2 separate regions of the Zea mays genome follow, and region 1 is linked to region 2. A link is a contact called in public Hi-C data. All regions are on one chromosome and are shown on one strand. Each heading gives the region's core, a stretch centred on a gene start, on an enhancer-like site or on the middle of the called end of the contact. The rest is flanking DNA. Distances are from core to core; before and after follow the strand shown.

Evidence for each region. A called contact is a pair of places that touch in the nucleus more often than the background predicts.
Region 1: a contact with region 2 is called in a Hi-C map of ear, with 2.3 times the contacts expected there. The contact joins the promoter of LOC103641608 here to the enhancer-like site in region 2. A contact is called at or near these places in 2 of 25 Hi-C or Micro-C datasets (bundle sheath and ear).

The regions. Positions count from the first base shown.
Region 1 is chr10:114,987,508-114,993,511 of Zm-B73-REFERENCE-NAM-5.0, reverse strand. LOC103641608 reads right to left here and starts at 2,161. Exons shown (of 9, transcript NM_001301450.1): 1 at 2,051-2,161; 2 at 1,736-1,958; 3 at 1,380-1,628; 4 at 1,247-1,297; 5 at 899-1,159; 6 at 766-818; 7 at 394-508; 8 at 59-313. The coding sequence starts at 2,161.
Region 2 is chr10:114,193,240-114,200,157 of Zm-B73-REFERENCE-NAM-5.0, reverse strand. No RefSeq gene overlaps it. Among protein-coding and RNA genes, the nearest start is that of LOC542550, 12 kb to the right of the region's middle. Within about 2 kb of position 5,402, at least 18 of the 20 cell types and tissues checked have an H3K27ac peak or open chromatin away from gene starts, as enhancers often do. A contact at or near this core is called in bundle sheath and ear, where this site is marked.

The sequences.
Region 1 (6,004 bases), core at 912-3,411, 800 kb before region 2:
CTTCTGTCTGTCTGTTCTGGGTTGCCAAAAACAAATTCTGGACCTTCTAGTTGCTTACCATAAGCGTTGCCGATTTCGGTGGTGGTTCTGAAGGTGATCGTGACGATGATGCTTGCTAATCCCATCAAAAAGTTCACTTCAGGAATGTAAACCTGGCCCTCGTAGCTCTTGGATGTATGAATCACCTGGACACTGGGGAAACAGCCAAGAGACAAAGCCTTGGAGAGGATGGCGAATGCGCCTGACAGCATGGCTTGGCTTGCGATGATAGCCGAAAGGATGGCGATAATGAAGGTTGGCCAGAACATTAGCTCTGCGTTAGAACATTATGTTAGCTCGTTATGCATTGTCGTTTCCATGAAGCAAAACTGTACGCCTAATTCATAGTAGTACCTGGGATGGATCTAAAGAAAGTGTCTGCGACACTCTCTGGGAATTTCCTCAGGTAAGCTGTCTGTCCGATGTAACACAGTGCCACGGAGGGGAGCAAGACAGTGCTAAAGCTGATCTGTAGGTGAAAACACAGCGAATGTTGTGAGCTATTTCTGTTTGGCAAGCTTGGAATTTGATTCCTGTAAAATCGGATGCTTTATTTTGAAGGAACAGAATGGAACCAGTTTAAAAGTAAAATGGGTGTATTTGAAAACTTTACAGTGGCATAGTTTAAAAGCAAAATGGATGCTTCTAACTAAACTAAAATTGGAGGTAGAGTTGGGAGAATCAACATGGTGAAGCGAAGAGCATGGGTGTGAATGTCCTTGTTACCTGAATGGCCTTGATATTGAAATGGCTTAGGTCTGCATACATTCCTTCTGTGCCTATTGCATATGACAACAGCCCATTGAGATTGTAGACTAATAACTACCATCGCAATTGCACTTTTCGATGTAAAGTTTACCTGTGACACACAAGATAACGCCACCCAGTGAAACCCATCCATCCTTCCCATTCCTTCTGAAGTAATCCACTATGTACATTGGATTGAAGGCTCGGAGAACACCGATCTCGTGCACAATGAGGTTATACATTCCAATGCCAGCAATAAGAAAAAACCATAGTGTGATGATCGGAGCAAAGGAATACCCGACCTTGTCTGTACCATAGCGCTGGACCGAGAAGAGCGCGAACAAAATCGGCACTGAGATCCAGACTACCTGCGCTGCACGAAAAGTGACAGCAAACAATTTACATGTTGAACAAAGCGTACCAACTGATCAATGTCTGTAGGAGCTCTTTTTTCACATACTTTCAGTTAAGCTTGGCACCTTCTCCCTGATCCCACTCACTGCAGAGAGCACTAGAAAAGCAAGAAACACGTTAGGATTTTGAATACTGGATACGAATGTGCTTATGACTTCTCCGTATACTGTTTCTGTTACCAGAAATTGATGGTGTCAAGGTTCCATCCCCCATCACCATTGATGTGCCAAGGATTGTAATGATAAAGAGGCTAATCTTTGCCGCCTTGCTAGACTCGAGCTTCTGCTTCAGCCACTGTGCCACCCTCAGTTCCGGACTGGGCGCTTCGATGCCATAATTTGACACCATGGCATCCTCAGCCTGCTGATTTGGTATCAGCCTTACCTTGGAGTGCCGCGATATAAGTGAGTAGAGGGCGAACGTGCCACCTAGAACAGCAGTATGTTGCTGTTAAATGTGAAGTACCGAATAAACAGCAGGAATATGGTGACTACAGCAGGTTGACAGGTTGAAATTTCCTGTCTTATGAGCTTACCATCTCCATTGTCATCTGCATAAAGCACAATGAAGACGTACTTGACCATTGGTATCAGGATTAGGGTGTAGAGGATGAGGGAGAGGACGCCAAGTAGGTCATCCTGGTCCTTGATGCCATCAGGGAAGGTGCTGGATATCGCATAGAGTGGTGATGTCCCGACGTCCCCATAGATGATGCCAATGCTCTGAAATGCAAGCTGCAGCAACCGCGGCCAGCCTCCCTGTGTCACCATAAGTTTTATTGTAGTAAATTTTTTCTGTCAGTGACGGTGCATCTTTGCAACACGGTAACCAAGTTGCCTGGGAAGCAGACCTCAGAGCCATGGTGCTTGAAGCCGGAGACCTTTTCTGCATCACCATAGAGTGAATCCTGTCGCTTGAGCTGCTTGGTCGTTTCTGGTGGCTTCTCAACTTCTAGAGACATCTGTGCTCTCTCGTCACATATGACACCTTCGGACAATTAGGAGGTTATTGGAATGTATGAAAAATCTGCAAACAAGATTTCAACCGCAACGCTTGAATAATCAGGTGGTGAATACAGAACCTAAGATCATTTTTAGAAAATTACAAAGTAACCCAAGCATCTCAAATCCTCAGCTGGCCAGGAATTGAATCAACCGCTAAACAAAAAGGTGAAGAGGATCACAAACCCTGTTCAGAAATGCGGAGTCGACGAAGGTTCGGGAGCCGAACCAGCAGCAGTGAGTGCCGGGGAAGACAGCGGCGCACACGTCGGTGAGAGGGTACGAAGTCCGCGTCGTCTCGGCGGTGGGAGGCAACGGGGGCGGAGAGGTAGGAAAGCAAGAGGCGGACATGAGCGTTCCGTACTTATAGGTCCGGTGGTCGCGCCGCGACGCACGGAGCTGGGGTTGGATGCTTGGACGAGCGCCCGCGAACCACGGGAGACGGAGGGAAGGGGTGGTGCCATGCTCGGTGGCCGGAACTGGGAAAGCGGAGCGGAGTGGAGCGTTTCGTAACCACGGCTCTGGAGCCAGACACGTGTGGGGTGAACGAGGGGAGGGATCCACTGTTCCGAAGAGATGAAAACGGACGAAAACCGTCCGAAAAAACTTTCTTCCATTTCTGTTATTATTTTTTTTTACTGAAAACAGGACAGTGGAAACGAGAACAGTTGTGAATATACGGTTACACAAAAACTAAAACAAACTGATATGCAGGGAAAACGAGCGGCAAATAAGGACCGTATTTGTTTCAGCTTTTTTCTGATTCTGTGTAACACCTAAAATCTTATTTTGGAAACATAATAAAATCATCTAAAATTTTTGAATTGAAAATGTGTTTTAAAACAAGAATCTCTTATCTTTGGAGCCACTTCTTCAAAAATAGATAGGTTCTATAATAAAAAAATTAAAAAAAGATTTCTTATATGAATTAAAGTAAACCTTGGTAAAGGCTATATGTTAAGTTCCTCAAAGTAAATAAGTAATGGATATTAATTTTGAATTAACTTACAATTATATTACACATTCAAAATACTATATTCCTATAAAGAATTGTGTATGTGTTCCATGGTTTAAGCATATCCCTAAATAAATAATTAACATATAAAATAAACATGACTTGCATCTCATGTTGGGTTCTTTATATATTGCATCATGTTGGAATTTTATTGCTTGTGCACTTAATATTGCAATCTTAAACATATAATTGTATTTGAATTTGGTTTTGTGAATTAAAATAAGAAAATAGAAATGGAAAACAAAAGGAGAAAACCCTTACCCAGGGGCGACGACAGGGGGCAATGTCCCCCCTAATGCTCCCCTAAATCTATAGGATATGTTAGTTTTTTAACTAATTCTCATGTAAATAGTGCAAAAAATACTTCTAATAGCCCCCCTAATCTAATTTGGTCCCCCTAATTTTAGATCCTGGCTTCGCCCCTGCCCTTACCTGCGCGGCTGCGCCTGGGCCAATTACTCAGCCTAGTAGCCTTCTAAAAGCATCTAGAGCACTAGTTAGTTTTAGTGATTAATGACAACATGAGATTATTTGTGACTAACATGTGTTTTGCAGAACAAATGGTAAGTTAGGTCACAATGCAGGGAGCTACACTCCAACAAGCGAAAACAATCCCTCAGATCAGAACTTGAAGCGACGACTGGAAAAGATGAATCAAAAGACGAAGGTCTTCATATCATAAGTGTCGAAGGAGTTGTGGGACACTTGGTATAGAGTTAGGATTTTTATTTTTACTTTATCCATACTATAAAGAGGGGTTGTAGATGAGTAATTTGACCAAGAGATAACTAGTGTAGTGTCGGTGCATGTTCACACTTAAAACTAGTGCTAGGTGTCACTCAAGATCTCACTCACAAGTTGGAATCAAAATTGGTTTAGAAAAATCCAAGGAAAAATAGAGTGTTGCTGCTCTGGGGACACCAGACTGTCCGGTGGTGCCCTATGCAGCCGGCTAGAGAACGCTCAAGTGCACCCGTGAGCAAACAGGAAGCGTCAGCCGTTTTTTAGAGGCACAGGAATGTCCGATGTGTACCGGACATTCATTGTACAATGTACGATGCTCCTCCATGTAATAGCTAGTTGTCAGAACTAGCCATTGGGAGCGCTCAGGTGGCACACCTGGCTGTCCGGTGCGCCCATGTGCAGAAAACCATGTAACTACTAGTTTGGGTGGTTTATTTATTCCTGCTCCACCAGTCATATTTATTGTCTTGTTGTCTCAATTAACAAGCATTCATTGCTAGAGCATTGCAAGTCCACAAAGTCTAGTGAGGTGATTAGGAAAATCATAATCCCATGTTAGGACCTCATTAGTGCGCATGAGAGCCACCTAGAGCACACACAACATGCATTAGACTTATTTTGGTCAAGTGAAAGTCTACAATTTATTACTCTTGGTGATTGACATCACCTAGATGGCTCGGTGGCGATTGGAGCTCGGTGATCACCTGGGAGGATTTGTTGGTGACCCGACTCGGTGATTGTACGCGGTCGTGAGGGATCCACTATGCCGGAGAGGCAAAGGATCATCTCATAGTGAGCACTTGGTTCTTTCAAGGACCAAGAGGGAGTGATACCCTTGTGCAGGTGCTCTAACGTGTACTAGTGAAGAGTGCCGACTCTTCGACACCTCGGAAAAAATTGGAGGAGTTTTCTTGCCCCTACTTTATATTCCACATTTACTTTAAGCAATTTAATTTGTGTATTTGCATTGCTAGTATTTGCCATGACGACTTAGGGTTTGCTTACTGTTTCATAGCTTTTATATTCTAGTTAGTAGTTGGGTAAAGTTGGGCTCTTGTTTTGGGTTTAATCTTTCGCAAGAATTTTTGAGAAGCCCAATTCACCACCCTCTTGGCATCGTGATCCTTTCACCTTCCTCAACCCATTTTCATCAGACCAACCTAGGCTTCCTCGCGTGGCCCAATTTCCTCCCTTCTCACCAATCGACACATGGGCCCTGCTTGACAACCAACCCCTCACCCCACGTCCACACGCCCACACCACTCACTTTGGTGTGGGCCCCTTTTGTCAGCACCATCCTTAACCAAACCGTAATCGATTCCATCATTCGCACCGGTCGTTGCAACATAATCGTCATACGACCTCCCTCGATCTAGTGCCCCGCGACTGGATCTCTATTGTGCATATAAAGCTAGGCACTATCGACCTCTGGACCACCTCATCGAGCCCCTACGCCATATCGTCAAAACAAATCGAGCCGTGAGTGGAGATCGGGGAAGGAAGAGCCACCACATGGACATGGGGTATCTCACCTTAACAGTCTCCCGTGCCTCAAAGTATGGGCTAGGCAGGTCTCCATGGCACGCTGATGATGCCCAACTCTACACCATGCTGGGCTACGATTGGTCTGCGAGGAATCACACTCTGGTGATTAGGCGGAGTCACCATGCCACCGTGCGCCGTGGAACCTCGCCTCTGTCGCCGTTCGGGACGCGAGTGCGGGTCTGAAAGGTTCATTACGTCCCCTGGGTGGTGGTCGTGGCCACACCCAGGTGGATTTGTGACAATAACACTGGTGAATTTCTCGTCGTGGTGGCGAACGCACAGCGGGATAGCTTTGGTTTGTGGGTAGTAGGGTCGTCGCCATAATCTCGAGTAAGAAGCATGCCATAACATTTGCCTTCCTATCCTATTTCTCTTGCACCGAGTAAATTCGAGCATAGAGCGGTGGGTGAATAGATGTGTTTCGCACCGACGATGGCGCAACCGCGATGCCGTCACACCATCACGCTCCGTGGTCATGATTTGAAGAATCACTGGTAGC
Region 2 (6,918 bases), core at 4,153-6,652:
AGTAACATTTTGTACCTTATTTTGCAAAATACATGATGTGTATCTTATTTGCTCAACAATGACTTGTATATAATTTATAGCAACTAGCCCAACAAGCGGGCGTCCCGATGCCCACATATGGGATGCCGCCTCTGGACTTTGCACTGCCGATGCCAATGCTGGCGCCTCCACCACCGCCTCCGTCACAATTCCCTATGGTATGTACACATATGCGTGTGTGACATTTTCATAGATGTCTTATGTGTTTAAATGAAAAACTGAGTGGTTACTATTTCATGTGCGTGTGTTATTGGGATTTCAGACACCACCCGCTTCAGTTGCCGCACCAGGAGATGAGTCTGGTCAAGACGACACATTGCATTCTTGGGTGAATAACCTTTTCAACACGCATAGTCCAGCAGGAGGAAGTGGCTACTCGAACCATCCAGGCGATGGATATGAGTGATAGTTCATCAAATGTGTCGCTATGTTAAATTTGTGAAACACTTGTTTGCAACCATTTGGAACACTTGTTTGCAACCGTGATTGCAACACTTGTTTGTGAGACACAATGTCAGTTTTTATTTTGGACCTATATGTTGATGTAAAACACTTGTTTGCAACCATTTGGAACTATATGTCGTTATGTTAAATTTGTGAATGTGAATATTTATGTGAGTATATTTGTGATTGTGAATGTGAATACTTATGCGAATGTGTATATTTGTGATTGTGAATGTGTATATCTGCATGAAATCTGTTTTTGTTTTGTAAATGTTAGATTTTTTAAAAAACAGATTTTTGTGTAATTTCTGAAATTTATTATGTCCGACGGCCTGGCGCCAGCCGTCGGACATAAGGGCTGGTTATGTTCGACGGCTTTATATAAATTGTCGGAGATAAAAAACCCCTTATATCCGACGGCTGGCGCCAGGCCGTCGGACATAAGTCTGTGGGCCCCACCAACCGACCGGTAAAACGGTTGGCATTTACTATTTTCAACGGGTGGTGGCGGCCGTCAGAGATAGCTTATGTCCGACGACAGTTGTCGGACATAATCCTATTTTTGACGCCTTATCTCCGACGGCTTAAAACCGTCGGAGATAGGTTAATGCCGTCGGACATAAGCTATCTCCGACGGTTTAAAGCTTATGTCCGACGGCTTTGGCCGTCGAAAGTTGTTTCGTTTACTGTAGTGCATCGCCGAAGAGCACGTGAGCAGATAGCAAGGGGTGGCCGGTGGGCACGGAGCCGTCGTACCTCCAATTCATCTACGCCACCGATCTATGTCCTAGGTGTGGTGAAAGGTGTTCGCCTTGAGGCGTGGAATATGTCACACGACCTTCCCGGACGGGTAGCTGCCCTAGGCGATGGGAATTCCTTGCCGATCTCGGTGGGTGCCGCGAAGCTGCACCAAGTCCTAGGCGAACCCTTCGATGACCTCACTTCAGGTAAGAACCCTACCCGTTTACTCGCCGTTACATCTGCTACGTTATGCTCCGGTCTGCTCGGGTGATAGTGCTTGGTAGGGTCGGGTGGAGGCACGCTGGCGGGGCCTCCGCCGTGGGCGCTGGGGGAAAAATATCGGAGGTTGACGATAAACAAGATTATCGTATTTATCAGAATTTTATTGGTGATAGATAAATTTTTTCGGTACAAATTCGAAGGAAATGACTTATGGCATGTTTGGTTCGTGGCTAACTATGCCACACTTTGCCTAAGGTTAGTCGTTTGAATTGAATAACTAACATTAGACACAAAAGTTAGGCAAAGTGTGGCAAGTGAGGCTGCGATCCAAACATGCCTTTAGTTTGTTTAAATGTCATATAGATTATATTTAGACATTTAACAAATGAAAACAAAACAGACAACCCAATCAAGTAAATTTAGGGTTTTTAGTGTTCCGAAATAAAGTGAGAAGACATATAGATCAACTGACTTCTAATTTGAACATTTTACAGTGCCAATTCAAAAAATTTGAAAATTTCCACTGGTAGAGAAAAAATATCGGAGCTCACCGATAAACAGGAAAATTGGGTTTATCGGATATCATATCGCCGATAAAGTTTTCCCTGGCGCTGGGCACGCCACCGCGCCGCTCGGTCGGAAGGAGGAAAGCGATGTAGTAGTCGTTGATCTGCTATCAAACGGCTAGGATCAGATCATAGCATATCCAGAGACACCGAGCCGTTGATTTCTAGATCAGATCGCGTTTATTTAAAACCAGAACTGTCGGATCGGGATCTAGTGGCCAGGGTCGTGTACCGCTTCGGGATGAGTCCCATCTAATCTGAGCCCTTGATGCTAGATCGAGCGACTGATATAAACCTGTACCCCTTCGGCCAGCATATTTTGCATAAGAGTCCATGTACTCTATATACATAAACCCACCAAACCATAGCAGTTTAGAGATCCTTACGGACCAGTCCAAAATCTTTAGAAAAAGACCCTGAGTTTTAGAATAATATAAGCCGCCTTCTTGAGTTCTAAAATAATCCAGAAAATTATTTTTCAATGTAAAAAAAATAAATGTAAAAGCTTGTATAATTCATAACTTATGTGTTTTAACTCTGTTTTTAGTAGTTCTCGAACCTACGGTCTCGTAGCGACACGTAGAATATCCTTACACAGTTTTTTCTCATGTTTTGGTGTAATGTTATCATATTCATTATTTGTTTATTTGTATGTATTGCTACGAGTAGAAGCAAGATCACGAGAAACCTGACGATCAAATTGGAGAAGTACTTAGAGTTGCACCAAAAAGTCAAGTTGTGTCCTTGATCACTTTCTTTACCTAATAATAATTCTGTTAATCACCGTGGCACTATTAGGTTAAGCTAATGGGACCTAATAGGTTACCTAGTTTGTTTACCCTACACCTTGCAAACAAATGAATTATGTGATAGTCTTGCTATTGCTCTACCTGGTTTTGGGATTAATGCTATATATATGATTTATGATCCTGTTCCAATATGAATTATTATTGTTGGTTACTCTCATGTATGATAAGATAAATTTGTTTAATTGGAACATGGAGCGACCACCCAAGAAAATAGTGCTACCACAAGGGTGGAATGGGTCGCCCTTGGCTGATTAATTAGTAAAGCTAGTGTGAGTTAATCATTTCCCGAAATGGGCAAGCGGGGTGGAGAAGCACGCGACAACGGTCACCTGCAATGGTCAAATCCAATGGCTAGTGGACACCAGACTGTCCAGTGCCTACCACTGGACTATCCGATGTGCCGCAGAGAGCAACAACTTTTCTCCAACGGCTATATTTAAGTTGGGGCCTATATATACTTCTCTCAACTGGCTATTTGAAGGAGTGGGATCCCAAGCAACATATCAACACATGTTATAGACATTACCAAGTGCTCATACACCCAAGTGCTTAATAGAATCACTCGGTGATTAGCGTAGGTGCTTTGCGAAGTGCTTAGGTTAGTTAGACTGCTTATGCGCTTGCTCTAGGTTATTCCTAGTTAGTTGAGTGAATTTAGAAAAACCACAAAACTCCTCAGCTCTTGTGTGAGCCATTATAATTGTACCGAGTGAGGCGAGAGTCTTGCGAGACCGTGACAACCGAGTTTGTGTCACGGCCGCCAACATGGACCGGAGAGAATGAGGCCCACGACGTTTTGGCCGGAAGCTCGATAGTGGAGACGATGGGGATTGTCCGAGAGGAGCCGGAAGTGGAGCACAACTTGCGCGTGGAGAAGGCTCGTGGCTCCCTACGGAGTTACTCTTGCGTGGTGTTTGGCCCTCACGTGGGCTACCCTTTGCGTAGGGGCACCAACGAGGATTGTTCCGGACCTTGCGTGGTTCCGGATACCTCGGTAAAAATATCGACATCATACACAAGAGTTTTCTTTCTCTACTAGCTATCTTCTGTATTTACTCTCTCTACTTAAGTTACAATCTTTACTATTCTTAGTGTAGAATATATAGGATCCGAACTTAGGTTGCATAACTCCTTTTACAACAGAGATAGCAACACAAAGGAAAAATCTAATTTGCACATTCAAGATTGCTTATTTACATAGGTTTAGTTTTAGGGATTTATTTGTTGACTAGGTTAGATAAAAGTGTTTAGAAGTCCTAATTCACCCCCTCTTAGGCATCACAATTTCCTACATCGAGGATCGTTGTCATCATGTGATGTATTTATTTGACTATTTTGTACAGAACCCCTATTTTATAATAAAGATGTGACATTGATTTCTATACCATGAGTTATCATATGTGCGATACTTGATCATAACACACATTTGAGACACACCTAGATTTGCCCTTAAATCCAGATGTGACATACTAAACATAGGTTAAATAAATATCTAATTATAAAACTATGTGATATAATACAAATATTGTTGTTACTGTGTAGAAAAGTTTATTACGAAGCTAACACAATTTGAATGGACTAAAACAGAGTTAAGATGCAAAAGTTATGGGCTAATTTTAGGGTACTTTTAAATGTTTGTTTAGCACATAAAATAGAATCTAGGTGGTTTATTGCAAATACTAGGGACTTCAACGTGATTATTTTAAATAGAACATGGACGGTGGGTTGAATATGTAAAACATAGGGGCTCTTAATGAAAATGCCACGGTGAAGGGGTACAGGATAATCTGAGCCGTCCGATTAAAAACGGACCATCCAGATCATACTCCGAGAGCTATAAAGTGGTACACGATATCACCCGTTCGATTACAGATCAGCGCTCCAGATTTAAAACGCCGGGATCTAATCTCATACGTCCACCATTCGATCAACGGTCAGGATGAAGTGTGACCAAATGGGTATCTTGCATCTAATCGGGGTCGTTTATCAAGCAGCCAACAGCCATGGCCAAACCACCCACTTCACGACGGCCAGCGGCGGCGGTGCCCTATTAGCTGCGGCGGCACCATGGGCGGCCCTCACCCCCACCATGCTCTCGGTTGGCAAACTCCATTCCTGGTTCTACATGTAGAGGATACCAAGGCGAATTCCATGGAAGTGTTCGTACCCTAGATGAAGTAATGGCCGAGGCTCCTAGGTCTAGTCGCCAATACACCCAGGCGCGACCACCACGATCACTTCCGCGGGAACGCAGTGAGGCTCCTAGGTCTGGTACCGACATGGCTCTCGGTGCTTTCGTTTGGGCTCGATGTTTCTCCCATGTTTGACAGGGGTACGGGGATCACTATAAATAGCCTCGTTGCAGCTAGTTCCGAGGGCGGGCGATGGCTGCATCGGTTCTGGGATTGCCGATGGCAACATCGGATAATATTGCAACTAACCGAGAGAGGAGGTTCTGAGGACCCACCTCCACGTGCAAGTGGCATACGTCGAGATCACGCGCGATGAGGGGGTATGGCAAGGATGACGAGTGGACATGCACGACAGCAGCGTGCGTGCTGTGGCGTGGTTGAGAGGCATCCTATGATAGGTGGGCCCCACCTGTCGGCGCTGACGGCTTGCTGGGCTGGCGCTGTGAAGAAAGGGACCGGGACGAGGGAATTAGCCTAGCGCAAAGTTTTCTCTCTCTTTTTCTTTATTATATTCTCTTTTCTTTTTTCCTTTCTATTTTGTTTTCCATATTTCTAATTCAAATTTGGTTTTAAACTTCAAACTTAAATATAATTGCACAAACAAAAGAACTCAGCATGAATGCAAGGTATTTTCACATTAATTATTTTATCTATTTATTTGGCCATTGTTTTACATATGCCATGCACAAACATTATTTGCTTTAAAAGAAAATCTCTATTAAGAGATAACTAATTTAATTTAGAGAATAGATCCTAAAGATATAGTTTAATGAAGGAAATTTAATTCAAATAAGAATATTTTATATAATCTCTCATTTGAAAATGCATTTATTGAAGTCATGGAATGAGTTTTCCCATATTACCCAAAATAAGAATTTGGGTGCTACATACACACACTAGCGCGAGGACGTGGCATAGTATGTCGTGTCGCCGGTGCAGTCGAGGACTGGCGGGACATGTGTCTAGGACCTGTGCGACGCGTATGCGGTACGCTACTCATGGCGTTTAGTGGTTGAGCTTCAAAACCACCCAACACTACAAAGGTCTGGTTTCATCAAGTTTGGGACTGAAAACTCAGTGGTGCGGTTCAGGTGGGAATCGAAGGTGGCATATGGTGTCATCACGAAAGGTGCGTCGAGGCGAAGCAACTTCGTGTGGAACGTGTGGCCGTCAGATGCATATTTCAGGAGTTGGTCCATTTTGCCACTAGTTAAGTGGATGAGCTTTATGTATCTAAGGGTAATTTAGGCTAGTAAAATAACCTCCTATAAATAGGTGGGAGGGCTGTTGTGTGTAGCCATCTCTTTGGCTATTTTATTTAGCACTTGTTAGAAAACCCTAGTTTCCATTTCTTAAGTTGATCTGGTTTTTAGCCCCGAGATCCACAAGTGTTCTTGTTAACTCCACATCTATGTAACCTTGATTTTGAAAGAAAGGATGGCTGTAACAATCCATGATCCAGTGTTTGTTCATATTGTGTCTTCTTGATCTCGCTCGATTTTGAATCACTTTCTTCTCTCTCGACCCATCTCTTTGGATTTTGTGAGAATTGTTGATTTCATGAGTTGGGGATTGTTTTGGGGATTGCCTTGGAGTAAAGACAACTCTCTAGGCCAATGCAATCATCTGGTTTGAGCAGTTTGTGGTCGTGACTTGATCTGAACTCGTTTTGAAAACCCGAACTAAACCGTGTAGTCTGTGTTTTATGATCTGCAATTTATTTACAAATCTGATCGAGTTCAAATTTTGTGGAGACCTTGGAAACTCAATTTTCGAGGTGTTTGCAAACATTTAGATCAATTGGAGTCCATTTGGATCAGTTTCGCATTCGAAAACTAAATTTTGAGCTGCTGAAAACAACACTAAATAGTGACACGGTTTTGGCTGATTCAGACTTTTCAATGT